3 separate regions of the Pan troglodytes genome follow, and regions 1 and 3 are each linked to region 2. A link is a contact called in public Hi-C and HiChIP or PLAC-seq data. All regions are on one chromosome and are shown on one strand. The core of a region is the stretch at or near the end of the contact, and the rest is flanking DNA. Distances in the headings are between cores, read along the strand shown. Region 1 holds the start of SELENOO (selenoprotein O). Region 2 holds the start of CRELD2 (cysteine rich with EGF like domains 2). Region 3 holds the start of TUBGCP6 (tubulin gamma complex component 6).

What was found. A called contact is a pair of places that touch in the nucleus more often than the background predicts. HiChIP or PLAC-seq counts read pairs in DNA pulled down with a chosen protein or histone mark.
Region 1: a Hi-C map of stem cell-derived neural progenitor cells shows a contact between it and region 2, with 2.3 times the contacts expected there. The contact joins the promoter of SELENOO here to the promoter of CRELD2 in region 2. A contact is called at or near these places in 3 of 7 Hi-C or Micro-C datasets (blood, induced pluripotent stem cells and stem cell-derived neural progenitor cells), 1 of 1 datasets of contacts at active chromatin or transcription factors (stem cell-derived excitatory neurons) and 1 of 1 other capture datasets (stem cell-derived neural stem cells).
Region 3: an H3K4me3 HiChIP or PLAC-seq map of stem cell-derived excitatory neurons shows a contact between it and region 2, with 2.3 times the contacts expected there. The contact joins the promoter of TUBGCP6 here to the promoter of CRELD2 in region 2. A contact is called at or near these places in 1 of 7 Hi-C or Micro-C datasets (stem cell-derived neural progenitor cells) and 1 of 1 datasets of contacts at active chromatin or transcription factors (stem cell-derived excitatory neurons).

The regions. Positions count from the first base shown.
Region 1 is chr23:52,322,742-52,326,320 of NHGRI_mPanTro3-v2.0_pri, forward strand. It overlaps SELENOO (selenoprotein O), which reads left to right and starts at 1,316. Exons shown (of 9, transcript XM_063807748.1): 1 at 1,316-1,908. The coding sequence starts at 1,355. It overlaps LOC134809677 (a long non-coding RNA gene), which reads right to left and starts at 1,185. Exons shown (of 2, transcript XR_010155990.1): 1 at 399-1,185.
Region 2 is chr23:52,033,513-52,037,362 of NHGRI_mPanTro3-v2.0_pri, forward strand. It overlaps CRELD2 (cysteine rich with EGF like domains 2), which reads left to right and starts at 2,429. Exons shown (of 10, transcript XR_010156186.1): 1 at 2,429-2,696; 2 at 3,074-3,156; 3 at 3,571-3,681. ALG12 (ALG12 alpha-1,6-mannosyltransferase) reads right to left here and starts at 2,319. Exons shown (of 10, transcript XM_009438650.4): 1 at 2,061-2,319.
Region 3 is chr23:52,367,291-52,371,378 of NHGRI_mPanTro3-v2.0_pri, forward strand. It overlaps TUBGCP6 (tubulin gamma complex component 6), which reads right to left and starts at 2,270. Exons shown (of 25, transcript XM_024352557.3): 1 at 967-2,270. The coding sequence starts at 1,707. HDAC10 (histone deacetylase 10) reads right to left here. Exons shown (of 20, transcript XM_515218.9): 16 at 3,949-4,005; 17 at 3,568-3,646; 18 at 3,180-3,362; 19 at 2,945-3,097; 20 at 2,424-2,800. The coding sequence ends at 2,777.

The DNA of each region.
Region 1 (3,579 bases), core at 66-2,565, 290 kb after region 2:
TACTCGTGGCCCTGCCGGGGCCCTGGGGGAAGGAACTTGCCTGGTTTCCAGCAGAAGAGACAGAGTCACTGTCCCTCCATGCTGACCTGTGGGACCCTTCTCACCCACCAGGTGGGACGCAGGTGGCCTGCTGACACTCAAGACCCTCCATACCCAGTCCCACCAGATTCCAGAGTGTGGACCAGACTGAGCCAGACTGGGGCCCCGGGGGGTCGAGGAGACAGATCAGGAGGGCCCAGGGCCTGGGGAATGGGGAGGGGTAACACCTGCCAAGGAGGATGCTGGGAACGGGCGCCCAGAGCGGCCGGGGGGAGGGGGCTGCTGAAGAGGGAACGGTTGCTGTGGGCTGCAGAGGTGGGTTGGGCACGGGAACCTCACCACATCCCTCATCCAGTCACCTGCCCAACGCACGCAGAGGGTCCTGAGGGCTTCACCCGCAGCCCCAAAGGGGCAGAGCTGGGGTCACGCAGAGTCTCGGAAGCCCACGCTGTGGCCCCAGGAGAAGGTTCTGGATGTAGCTCCTGTATGTGAACGGTGGGCTCGCGCCGCTGCCGGAATAAAGGGAAACCACAGGCAGGAGGGAGGCGCGTCCAGGATCCGCGGCCACCGGCCTCTCAGTCCTCTGGGGCCGGGGCCGGAGGAGATGGAAAGCGGGGGCACCACAGACTCATCTGAACCCCCGCGTTCATTCGGACACACAGACCCCAAATTCCTCCCCCAGGGGTCGTGTCCCTCAAGCCAGCCGAAGACCCCGGTGCCCGCCCAGCCCTCCGGGAGGGTCTGCGCCTGCGGCCTCGCGGGGCCTCTCCGAGCCCAGGCGCTGTTCCATGGGCGGGGCACAGGTCCAAGGCCCCTTCCCTCCTAGACGGCAGGCGAGGGGCCCGAGAGGCCGGAGGCCAGGGGACAAGGTCCCCGAGAGGCGGCGCGAGGCTTCGGCGGCCCAGAACCGCGGCGGGGTCCGGGTGGGGTCCCGGCCGCCCGTGGGGCGCGGGGCTAAGCCCCGGCCCGACCCGAACGGACGCGGGCCTCGGTCCCCGCTGCCGGCGCCGGTGCAGCCGAGGAAATCCGGGGCTGCCCGAGCGGGGTCGTCGCTGGCGGTCTCGGAGGCGTTCCCACCTGTCACCCCGTTCGCAGCAGCGCGCGCCCCGTGACGCCGACAGCCACCCCGGACGCCTCCGACCCTCCGGCCGGGAGATGCGGATAGACGGACGAGGCAGCCAATTAGAGCCCGGCCAGACACCGCGACCCCTCCCCCCCCCGCCCCACTCTCGCCCACTGGCGATTGGGTTGCGGGGCGCGCGGGGCGGGGCTTCCGGGAGGGGCAGGCTGGCTTCCGGCGGGAGCGGCGCCGCGGATGGCCGCACACAGGGCAGCGCTCGGGGCTTCGCTCGCGGCTGCCCGACTCTTGCCCCTCAGCCGCTGTTCCCCGTCGCCGGCGCCCCGCTCTACGTTGTCGGGCGCCGCCATGGAGCCCGCGCCTCGCTGGCTGGCGGGGCTACGCTTCGACAACCGCGCCCTGCGCGCGCTGCCCGTGGAGACGCCGCCGCCCGGTCCCGAGGGCGCCCCGTCCGCGCCGCGGCCCGTGCCCGGGGCCTGCTTCACCCGCGTGCAGCCCACCCCGCTGCGGCAGCCGCGCCTCGTGGCGCTGTCAGAGCCCGCGCTGGCGCTGCTGGGCCTGGGCGCGCCGCCCGCGCGCGAGGCCGAGGCCGAGGCCGCGCTGTTCTTCAGCGGCAACGCGCTCCTGCCGGGCGCCGAGCCCGCCGCGCACTGCTACTGCGGCCACCAGTTCGGCCAGTTCGCCGGGCAGCTGGGCGACGGCGCTGCCATGTACCTGGGCGAGGTGTGCACGGCGACCGGCGAGCGCTGGGAGCTGCAGCTCAAGGGCGCCGGGCCCACGCCCTTCTCCAGGTGGGCCGGGGCGGGCGAGGGGCGCGGGTGGGTCCTCCCCGCCGGGGCGCCCCTTCCCTCCGCCCGGCGCGGTGTTGGGGGCGTCCGGCGGCTACTGCCAAGTGGGGCCTCCCCTGCACCCGCGGGAGCGCGGTGCTGGCAGCCGCCCGCGCCCTGTGCTTATCAACCCGCCGAGGACCTTGGAGTCAGCTCCACCAGGGACGCCGCTCATGTTTACCGACGTTCGCTGGGGCTCCAAACCCAGGGGCGGGAGCCGGGATGAGAGGTTAGGCTAACCCTAACCCCGCAGGTCCCCAGCCTTCCTCCGATCGCTCGTGGGGCGGGCCGCTTCGTCCAGCAGCCTCGCTCTGCGACTGACTTCACGGAGGCCTGTCCCTGACTTCCCTGCGGGCAGCCCTTTTTAACCCCGAAGTGAGGTGGGCATCGTTTAGATTTCTGTGGGGGGGCACATAGGTGTTCTAATAAGGCAGGATCTGGGTCCAGATGCCGCCAGGCCCACCGGGGAGCCGTGCACGCGCCACCTGCCTCCTGTGTATAGACAGCGCTTGGGTCTGTTCTGCTCTTTTCTACTAAACAATGTACTTACTCCATATTCTTTACTGCTTTTGTGAATGACTAGGAAAACAATACCCACAAGTGTACATTTTATGTTCAGAGAAATGCTAAACCCGCATCTCATCCGGCCCCTCCCTGTGCTCTCATCACCTCCCCCTCCAGCACCTGAAATGCCCCTCGGTCCCTCAGCATCCCTTCCCCGGGGCTCCATCTCCCAAGCAAGCTCCTCAGACTGAGGGTCTTCCTCACTCCCCCGTCTCCAAATCCGTTCTGTTCTGTGTCTGAGGGCAACCTGGCTCTCCCTCCCCACCCCCGGCGACCTGCTTAGAGTTGACAGCACCGGCCGCCCACGGGAGCGTTTCTGACCCTTGGAACGTGGTGGAAATGCTGCTCAGCCTGGGGCCTGCTTGTCCTGTGAGCATTTTTTATTTTTATTTTTGTTTTTCTTTTTGGCGATCATCTTAAACTTTATGTTTTCATTTTTGGTGATATTTTAAAGTTAAAAAGACAATTTTTTTATGAGAGTAATCTGTCGCTGGAAGACACTTTTTATGTTTGAAGACTTGAGTATTAACTCACTGCTTTCAGACCTGAGATCTGCTAGAATATATTTTCTCCTAAAAATTAAGGAGTCCTTTGACCTTTACTCAGGCCCTGCCTGTCATCCCCACACGTGTCCTGGGGTCCCTGGCCTCACCCGTTCTCCGAGATTGAGGCTAACGTCTGAAGTGGCTGTGAGAAGGAAGAGACTTGAACAGTGAAAACTGAAAAACATAAAGAAAATAAAGAAAACATAAGTAAATGGAAACATCCCTTGCTCGTGGGTTGGATAACTTAATATTAGAAAGACAACGGTACTCTTTGAAGAGATTCAGTATAGTCCTTATCAAAATACCAATGACAGTTTTTGCAAAAATAGAAAAACCCATTCTAAAATTCACATGGGGTCAGGTGCAGTGGCTCACTCCTGTAATCCCAGCTCTTTGGGAGGCCAAGGCAGGAGGATTGCTTAAGGCCAGGAGTTGGAGACCAGCCTGGGAAACAGCAAGACCCTGTCTCTTCAAAAAAATATATTTTTTATTAGCTGGGCATGGTGGCGTGTGCTTCTAATTGCAG
Region 2 (3,850 bases), core at 1,179-3,678:
ATACAAAAATTAGCTGGGCATGGTGGTGTGCGCCTGTAATCCCAACTACTTGGAAGGCAGAGGCAGGAGAATTGCTTGAACTCAGGAGGCAGAGGTTGCAGCAAGCCAAGATCGCACCACTGTACTCCAGCCTGGACAACAGAGCCAGACTCCGTCTCAAAAAAAAAGAAATAGGAAGCAAGCCGGATGTGTTGGCTCACGCCTGTAATTCCAGCTACTCAGGAGTTCAAGACCAACCTGGGCTACAGAGCCAGACCCTATCACCACAAAAATAATCCCAGCTACTCAGGAAGCTGACATGGGGGGTACTGCTTGAGGCCCGGAGTTCAAGACCAACTTGGGCTACATCATGAGACCCCATTTCTACAAAAATAAAAAATAAAACAGAACGGGGAGCATCTACGTGCCAAGATGTGGGAGGTGCACACAGCAAGTGCTGCTTGGCAGTCCCCCCCAACCCCACTCCACACCTCTCCACCCAGGGGATTTCCCCAGCAAGGAAGAGTTCAGCTGTGGGGTGAAAACATTACGTGCTGACTCTGACACTCCTGGTGGGCCCCCAGCACCTCCTCAGACCCAACAAGGTGTGCCTTCTGCTGATGACCAGCACAGCTCACTTTCGAAGGCATGAGAAGACCAAGGGTGAGTCTGGAATCTCTGCCAGGAGCACGGGAAGACCAAGTCGACACCAGCAAGCACGAAAACCACGACAAACCCCCCACCAGGCGAGGGTGAATGGACACTGTTCTGCACTAGCCCACTCTGCTGGGCAGCTGGTCAGCAGCTGTGGCTAATCTAAGTGACGGGTGCCTCGGGAGCACCCACAGGTTAAAACGGGCCCAGGCCATGACACTTTAAAATGGTGGTTTACAGAACAATGGCATCTCAGATTAGGGAATGACCTGCAAAGACCCTCGTGTCCCCATCAATCCAGATTTTAAGGCCTCTACCGAAATTGATCAAATCAGGCTAAGCATGGTGGCTCACGCCTGTAACCCTAGCACTTTGGGAGGCTGAGACAGGCAGATCGCTTGAGGTCAGGAGTTCGAGACCAGCCTGGCCAACATGGTGAAACCCCGTCTCTACTAAAAATACAAAAATTAGCCGGACCTGGTGGTGGGTGCCTGTAATCCCAACTTAGGAGGCTGAGGCAGCAGAATCACAGGAACCTGGAAGGCGGAGCTTGCAGTGAGCTGAGATCGCGCCACTGCACTCCAGCCTGGGCGACAAAGTGAGACTCCGTCTCAAAAAAAACAGAAAAGAAACTGGTCAAATCAGATGTTACTTTTTTTTTTTTTTTTTTTAATGTGCAGTCCTTCCTTCCACAGGCAGGAGTTCTCTGAAATCCAGACGCTGCACGTTTTATTTCCCCTAATTTAAACCAAGGGTTCCTGAACATGAGCGAGTGTTCATCACCTCAAGCGCCTGTAGAAATGCAGATCCCCAGCCCCCAGAGACCCTAAGTGGACCCCAGCCCCAGCTGGAAAGTCCAGCCCCCAGGTGAAAAACCCATCCCCCAGGTGGGAGGTCCAGCCCCAGGTGAGAAGCCCGGCCCTAGGTGAGAGGTCCAGCCCCAGGTGAGAGGTCGGGCCCCCGGATGAGAGGTCCGGCCCCCGGGTGAGAGGTCCAGCCCCGGGGTGAGAGATCTGGCCCCCAGGTGACAGGTCCAGCCCCAGGTGAGAGATCCAGCCCCAGGTGGGAGGTCCAGCCCCAGGTGGGAGGTCCAGCCCCAGGTGAGGAGCCCGGCCCCAGGTGAGAGGTCCAGCCCCAGGTGAGAGGTCCAGCCCCAGGTGAGAGGTCGGGCCCCCGGATGAGAGGTCCGGCCCCCGGGTGAGAGGTCCAGCCCCCGGGTGACAGGTCTGGCCCCCAGGTGAGGAGCCCGGCCCCAAGTGAGGGGCGCAGCCCCAGGTAAGGAGCACAGGGCTGTGACGCGTGGACATGCGCGGTGAGGCCTCAGGAATCCAGCGCCAGCGCCAGCTCGGGTCGCGCCCTCGCCCGCCTCCTCCCTGGTCTCGCCGCGCGCCCGCCTGAAGGCCCCGGTCGCGGCAGCGCGCACTGACCTCCGCAGCTCCCGGCGGCGTCCTTCGAAGCGCGGCTGCCTGGGCCAGCCTCGGCAGGAAGCGGGACGGCGGAAACAGAACAGAGCCCGAATCTAAAGTCCTTGCCCAAATCTAAAGTGGCTACCGCAGCCCCAGCCGCTACGGCCGCAGAGACCCTCTGTGCCCTGAGTAAAGATGGCCGCAGCGGGCTGCGCGCGAGGGGCGGGGAGCGGGAGGCGGGGTCGGACCTGCACGCCCCGCCCCCGGACTCCTGGCGGCCGCTGATCCGGGACCTTCCCATTGGTCGCCTCTCGTGGCGGACTCGGATTGGGCCACATCAGGCCGGGGCGGGTCCCATCAACCAATAGCGGCGCGGGGCTGGCGGGTGGGGCGGGGCCTCGCCGGCGCCGTCAAGTAGCCTGGGGGACCGGCCGGCGCGGCTGGGAGCGGGTGGGCGGCCGGGAGGCCGGAGCAGCACGGCCGCAGGACCTGGAGCTCCGGCTGCGTCTTCCCGCAGCGCTACCCGCCATGCGCCTGCCGCGCCGGGCCGCGCTGGGGCTCCTGCCGCTTCTGCTGCTGCTGCCGCCCGCGCCGGAGGCCGCCAAGAAGCCGACGCCCTGCCACCGGTGCCGGGGGCTGGTGGACAAGTTTAACCAGGTGGGAAGGGGCCGGGCGGGGTCGTCAACCTTGGGCCCGGGGTCCCCCTCACCCTGGATCCGGGGTCGCCCCACCTTGGGCCCGGGGTCGCCCTCACCCTGGATCCGGGGTCCCCCTCACCCTAGACCCGGGGTCCCCCTCACCCTGGATTCGGGGTCGCCCCCACCGTGGGCCCGGGGTCCCCCTCACCGTCGATCCAGAGTCCCTCCACCGTGGTCCTGGAGTCCCCCTCACCCTTGACCCGGATCCACCCCCACCGTGGAACCAGGGTCGACGCCACCGTGGGCCTGGAGTCCCCTCACCCTCGACCTGGGGTCGCCCCCACCCTGGACCCGGGTCAGGTGGTACCAAGCACTATGGGCACTGTCTCCTCGCAGGGGATGGTGGACACCGCAAAGAAGAACTTTGGCGGCGGGAACACGGCTTGGGAGGAAAAGACGCTGTCCAAGTACGAGTCCAGGTGGGTGCCCTGGAGCACCCCTGTGGGTCTTGGCCTGGCGCTGTCCTGGGAAGCCGTGTCCTGCCTTTGGTGCCTGTGTTAATGACAGGGAGACAGAACAGCCCCCGAGGCACCAGTCACCCGTCCGAGTCACCTCGGCTTCTCCCTGAGGACTAATGGCTGGCCCCTCTTGGCCTTCCAGCTTCTGCTCTGGTCCCTACCCCCTCAACAGACTGGCTTTTCAAAATGTAAACTGGAACACCAGCCCCACTTGTGGGAACCGCTCCTGGCTTCCCCTGACAGTGGGGTCCCCTTATTCTCTGTGCCCGGAGTCCTGGCTCCCCGGCCCCTGCACCTAGGTTGGCGTATTGGTTCGGATTTTTCTTCACTGCCTTGGAGGCGCTGACGGTGGGCCCGTGTGGGCCTGTGTTTCAGCGAGATTCGCCTGCTGGAGATCCTGGAGGGGCTGTGCGAGAGCAGCGACTTCGAATGCAACCAGATGCTAGAGGCGCAGGAGGAGCACCTGGAGGCCTGGTGGCTGCAGCTGTGAGTGCCTTAAAACCTCTTAGAAGATACTTTTTATTTTCCAACTTAGAATTTGAAATAACCTCAGACTTAGAAAGGTACAGGAACAGTATGGAGCTCCCACCTGCCTCGCACCCACCTTACCCCTGCATTACCGTTTTTTATCACCAGAGTCAGCGATCAAAACCAG
Region 3 (4,088 bases), core at 1,020-3,519, 330 kb after region 2:
TTGAAATGTGGCTTGTGGGGCTGAGGAACTGAGTATTTTATTTTGTTTTAATTAACTTCAATTTAAACGGCAGCTCTAGAAGGCAGAGGTAGCTTAACGACATACCCCATTAGGTAAAGATGAAAAGCAGCATGTTGCTTTGGCCGGCAGGTGGGCAGCACTGTCGCTGCAGAGGAGGGTGGCCGCCAGTAAGCCCACTCCAGCAGCCCCACCTCAGGACAATGCAGCCACCAGACTATCCCCCCTTTTACCATGATAAAAGGAAGGTCACCAGGCCGGGCACAGTGGCTCATGCCTGTAATCCCAGCACTTTGGGAGGCCGAGACAGGTGGATCATTTGAGGTCAGGAGTTGGAGACCAGCCTGGCCAACATGGTGAAACCCCGCCTCTACTAAAAATACAAAAATTAGTTGGGCATGGTGGCTCACGCCTGTAATCCCAGCACTTTGGGAGGCCGAGGCAGGCGGATCAAGAGGTCAGGAGTTCAAGACCAGCCTAGCCAGCATGGTGAAACCCCGTCTCTACTAAAAATACAAAACTTAGCTGGGCGTGGTGGCATGCACCTAAATCCCAGCTACAGCTACTCGGGAGGCTGAGGTAGGAGAATCACTTGACCCCGGGAGGCGGCGGTTACAGTGAGCCGAGATCGCGCCACCGCACTCCAGCCTGGGCAACAGAGCGAGACTCCATCTCAAAAAAAAAAAAAAAAAATTAGGCCGGGCGTGGTGGCAGGTGCCTGTAATTTCAGCTACTCGGGAGGCTGAGGTACGAGAATTGCTTGAGCCCAGAAAGTGGAGGTTAAGGTGAGCCAAGATCTCGCCACTGCACTCCAGCCTGGGTGACAGAGTGAGACACTGTCTCAAAAAAAAAAAAAAAGAAGAAGAAGAAGAAGAAGAAGAAGAAAGGTCACAGGAAGCATTTTCCAAACCCCGAGAGAGATGAAACAGGAAAAACTAAACATTCTACCTTAATAGCCAGCCCAGAGAGGTCCGCATTGTCTGGCACGGGGGGCAGGCCCAGTCGGACGTCCATGTCATAAGTGCGGCTGTGCACAAGGGCCCCGAAGAGCGAGACCCGGGTGTCTCTCTCGAACCTGTCACCACAAGGGTCACCAAATGAGAAGAGCCCGACGGTGGGCAGGCCAGTGCCTGGAGCAGCCTCCATAACCTGAAGTGTTTCCTGGATCATGCTGTGACACAAACACTCTTCTCTGGAGATCAGAGACTGAACGTCCATCTCAAACACACTCAGGTCGTCGCAATCATAGCCGCTGTACGGAACGTTTCTCCCCACATGCTTGTTGTTAAGGAAGTAGTCTCGTTTTCTCGGCAGAACTTGAAGGGGACCACTCCCTGCCAGCTGAACCAGGAGGTCCAAAACAGACCCCACCTCCAAAAGCGGACAGCAAGGGGCTGCTTCAAGCTCCTCCACAAGCTCCTCCAAACGGTCGGCCTTGGGGCCCAGGCCACCCACTCTCAAGTCAAAGGACAACATGAGGATCTTGTTTCTCGCTGGTAGTTTTGACATGTTAGGCTGCAGCTGTTGAGTCTCATCTTGAAAAAGATTTGTGAAAAGAGCATTGTAGGCCACCTTCTTGAGGCTCCGCTTTGCCCTCTTCCGGTTCACACTGCGCTGGCCCAGGTGAGTCTTGGCAGCCGGCAGGAGGGCCTCACACAGGTCGTCGAACAGCTGCGTGATGCTGGCCATGCCCCTTCTCAGCTCCGGGCCCCCGGCGTGTGGGAAAACACCTCACCCGGGCTTCACTCACGCTCCGGAAGACAGGGAGTGAGAGAGGGTCTGAAGAGGCTGAATGACAGGCGGCCTCTCCAATGCCGAAGCTCAGAACTGGTATTTTTAAAGGAGATCTTGCGGTTGCTCTACTGAGAGTAAACACGCCCTGCCCTCCCCAGTCCAAGCACGCTGCCTGGCAGCCCAGCAGAAGCCAGCTCGGCGTTTCTTCTAATTCAGTAGCCCTCAACCTTTAGGGAGTCACAGAACCGTGGCAAAACCGAAGAACGAAACGCGCGCCCGCGCAGTACAGCGGAGGAACTCGGCTTTGCACCCGTTCTTCGGGACCCACGAGAGGAGACGGCCAGGAGAGGGTGCCACTCCGAGGGTCGTGGGCAGCGGAGAGTCTGGGGGCTCAGCAGGGTGGGTCCCGGGTTCTGGCCTGCACGTCCACCCGTTCTCCAGGCCTCACCCGTGGAAAGTGCCCACGGCTGCCGCTCCCGCCGCCTCCGTCGCGTCACAGCCGCGCCAGTGTGAAGAGCACTAGGGCGGGCGCGCCGGAAATACGTCACGGGAACGCCGGCAGCGCGTGAAGTTGGTGAGGCCTGGGCCGCGGCATACTTCCGGCCTGAGTCCGGCACCCGCGGGTGAGAGACCCAGGCCGAGCGTGCTCAGTAAAGGAGGCAGAGCCAGCGTTTCGTTTGACCGATGTTTACTAACGGCTTAAGGGCGGGGAGCGAAGCGCAGCGGGGCGCAGGGGCCGGAATGGGACCGAGGGTGGGTTGCATGGGCCTCGATGGGACGGGCCGGGGCGCGATGGGTGGGGCAGGGGCGAGGTGAGGTGAGGGGTGGAGCGGGGGAAGCACGGGTGGGAGGGGGCGGGGCGAATGGGGAAGCGAGGGGAGGGGCGGGGCGCGGGGATTGGGAGTGGGCGGGGTTCCGTGCCCCAGAGTCGAGGGAGCCGTGGGCTTGGGGTCCGGATCGCGGCCGCGGGGCGCTGGCGTGCGGTGTCATTTCTGCGGTGTAAATGCTCCCACCTTGGCCGATTTCAAGCCACCAGGTGAGGATGGCACTACAGGAGGAGCCGAGAAGAGGCGCGCAGTTGGCCTCCGGCGCTGGAGCTGGTTCAGGGCACTCCCCTGCCCTGCCCTCCCCACCGATCTCTGCGGCAGAGCCAGGCCCCAGGGCAGGGCCATGCCTCCGCAGTCAGCCTCACCTGCAACATCTTCCACTGAGGCTCCAGCTGCCCTCTCAGGTACATCAGGGCCTGGACGTCCTCTGGGGAGGCCACAGAGGAAGGGCCTAGGCTAGGAGGTGCCTCTCCATTCAGCACCCGGGCCAGGATCCCTGCTAGCTGGGGTGTGGAGTCCTGGACCAGGGGCGAAGACGGAAGCAGCCACTGGTCCTTCCCCTCGTCCCACCCCGCAGCACCTCCACCCTGCCCAGCTTACCTCCTCCAGGAGGGCCAGGACTCGGCCCCCTGCCAGCCCCCGAAGCATTGCAGCCAGGAGTGCAGCGTGGGGGCCCTGCAGGCCATGGCCAGGCCCCAGCGCCACCAGCACCAGGTCAGGCTGGAAGCCATAGGCCAGGGGCAGCACCAAGCCCAAGACGCAGCTCAGGAAACCACCGGTCATCTGTGGGGACAGCAGAGCCCAGCTCCTCATCTACGGACACCTGCTGGCTCTGGCCTCCCAACCTCCCAATCTCAGGGCCCCTGGAGTAGGAGCAGGGAGACAGGAAGGACCAGAGGCCTGCTATCATGACAATGCCAGCAAACAGCAGCTGTACACATCCATGGGCTCCCCAGCACCTGCCTTGCCACATGGCATGGTCACTCACCACTGGCAGTGGCGTGGAGACATGGAACATGGATAGGGCAGCCGCCTCCTTGCCCCTGATGTTCAGCCACAGACTCCTCCTTCCAGGACACAGGTGCATAAGTGTAAGGCCCTGCTCACCCTCCTGAGCCCAAACCGCAGAGGCAGAGGTGGAAGAGCATTCACGGGGCCATGGGCAGGGGTGCTGTGACTGCTGAGCCTCTGTGCTGGAGACCCACCTGGCATTGCCTCCAGCAGCCCTTCTCCCACACCCCAGCTGAGGAAGGCTCCATTCAGTACCACACAGTGCCCCACCCACCCGTCACCCTGGGGCCCAGGCACACATCCATCACATGCCCGTCCACATGCATGGCTGGACATATGCAAGACCTGAGAGTCCTACCCGTCATGGGCGAGGTCTGGAGGCCGGTCCAGCTGTCCCAGGGCCACGCACAGCAGCCTGGAAGAAGAGTTGGCCTCAGGACAGGTGTTCATGTTGTCCAGAGTCCATTCCCAGAACTCTCTGTGCTTGGCCAGCCAGGA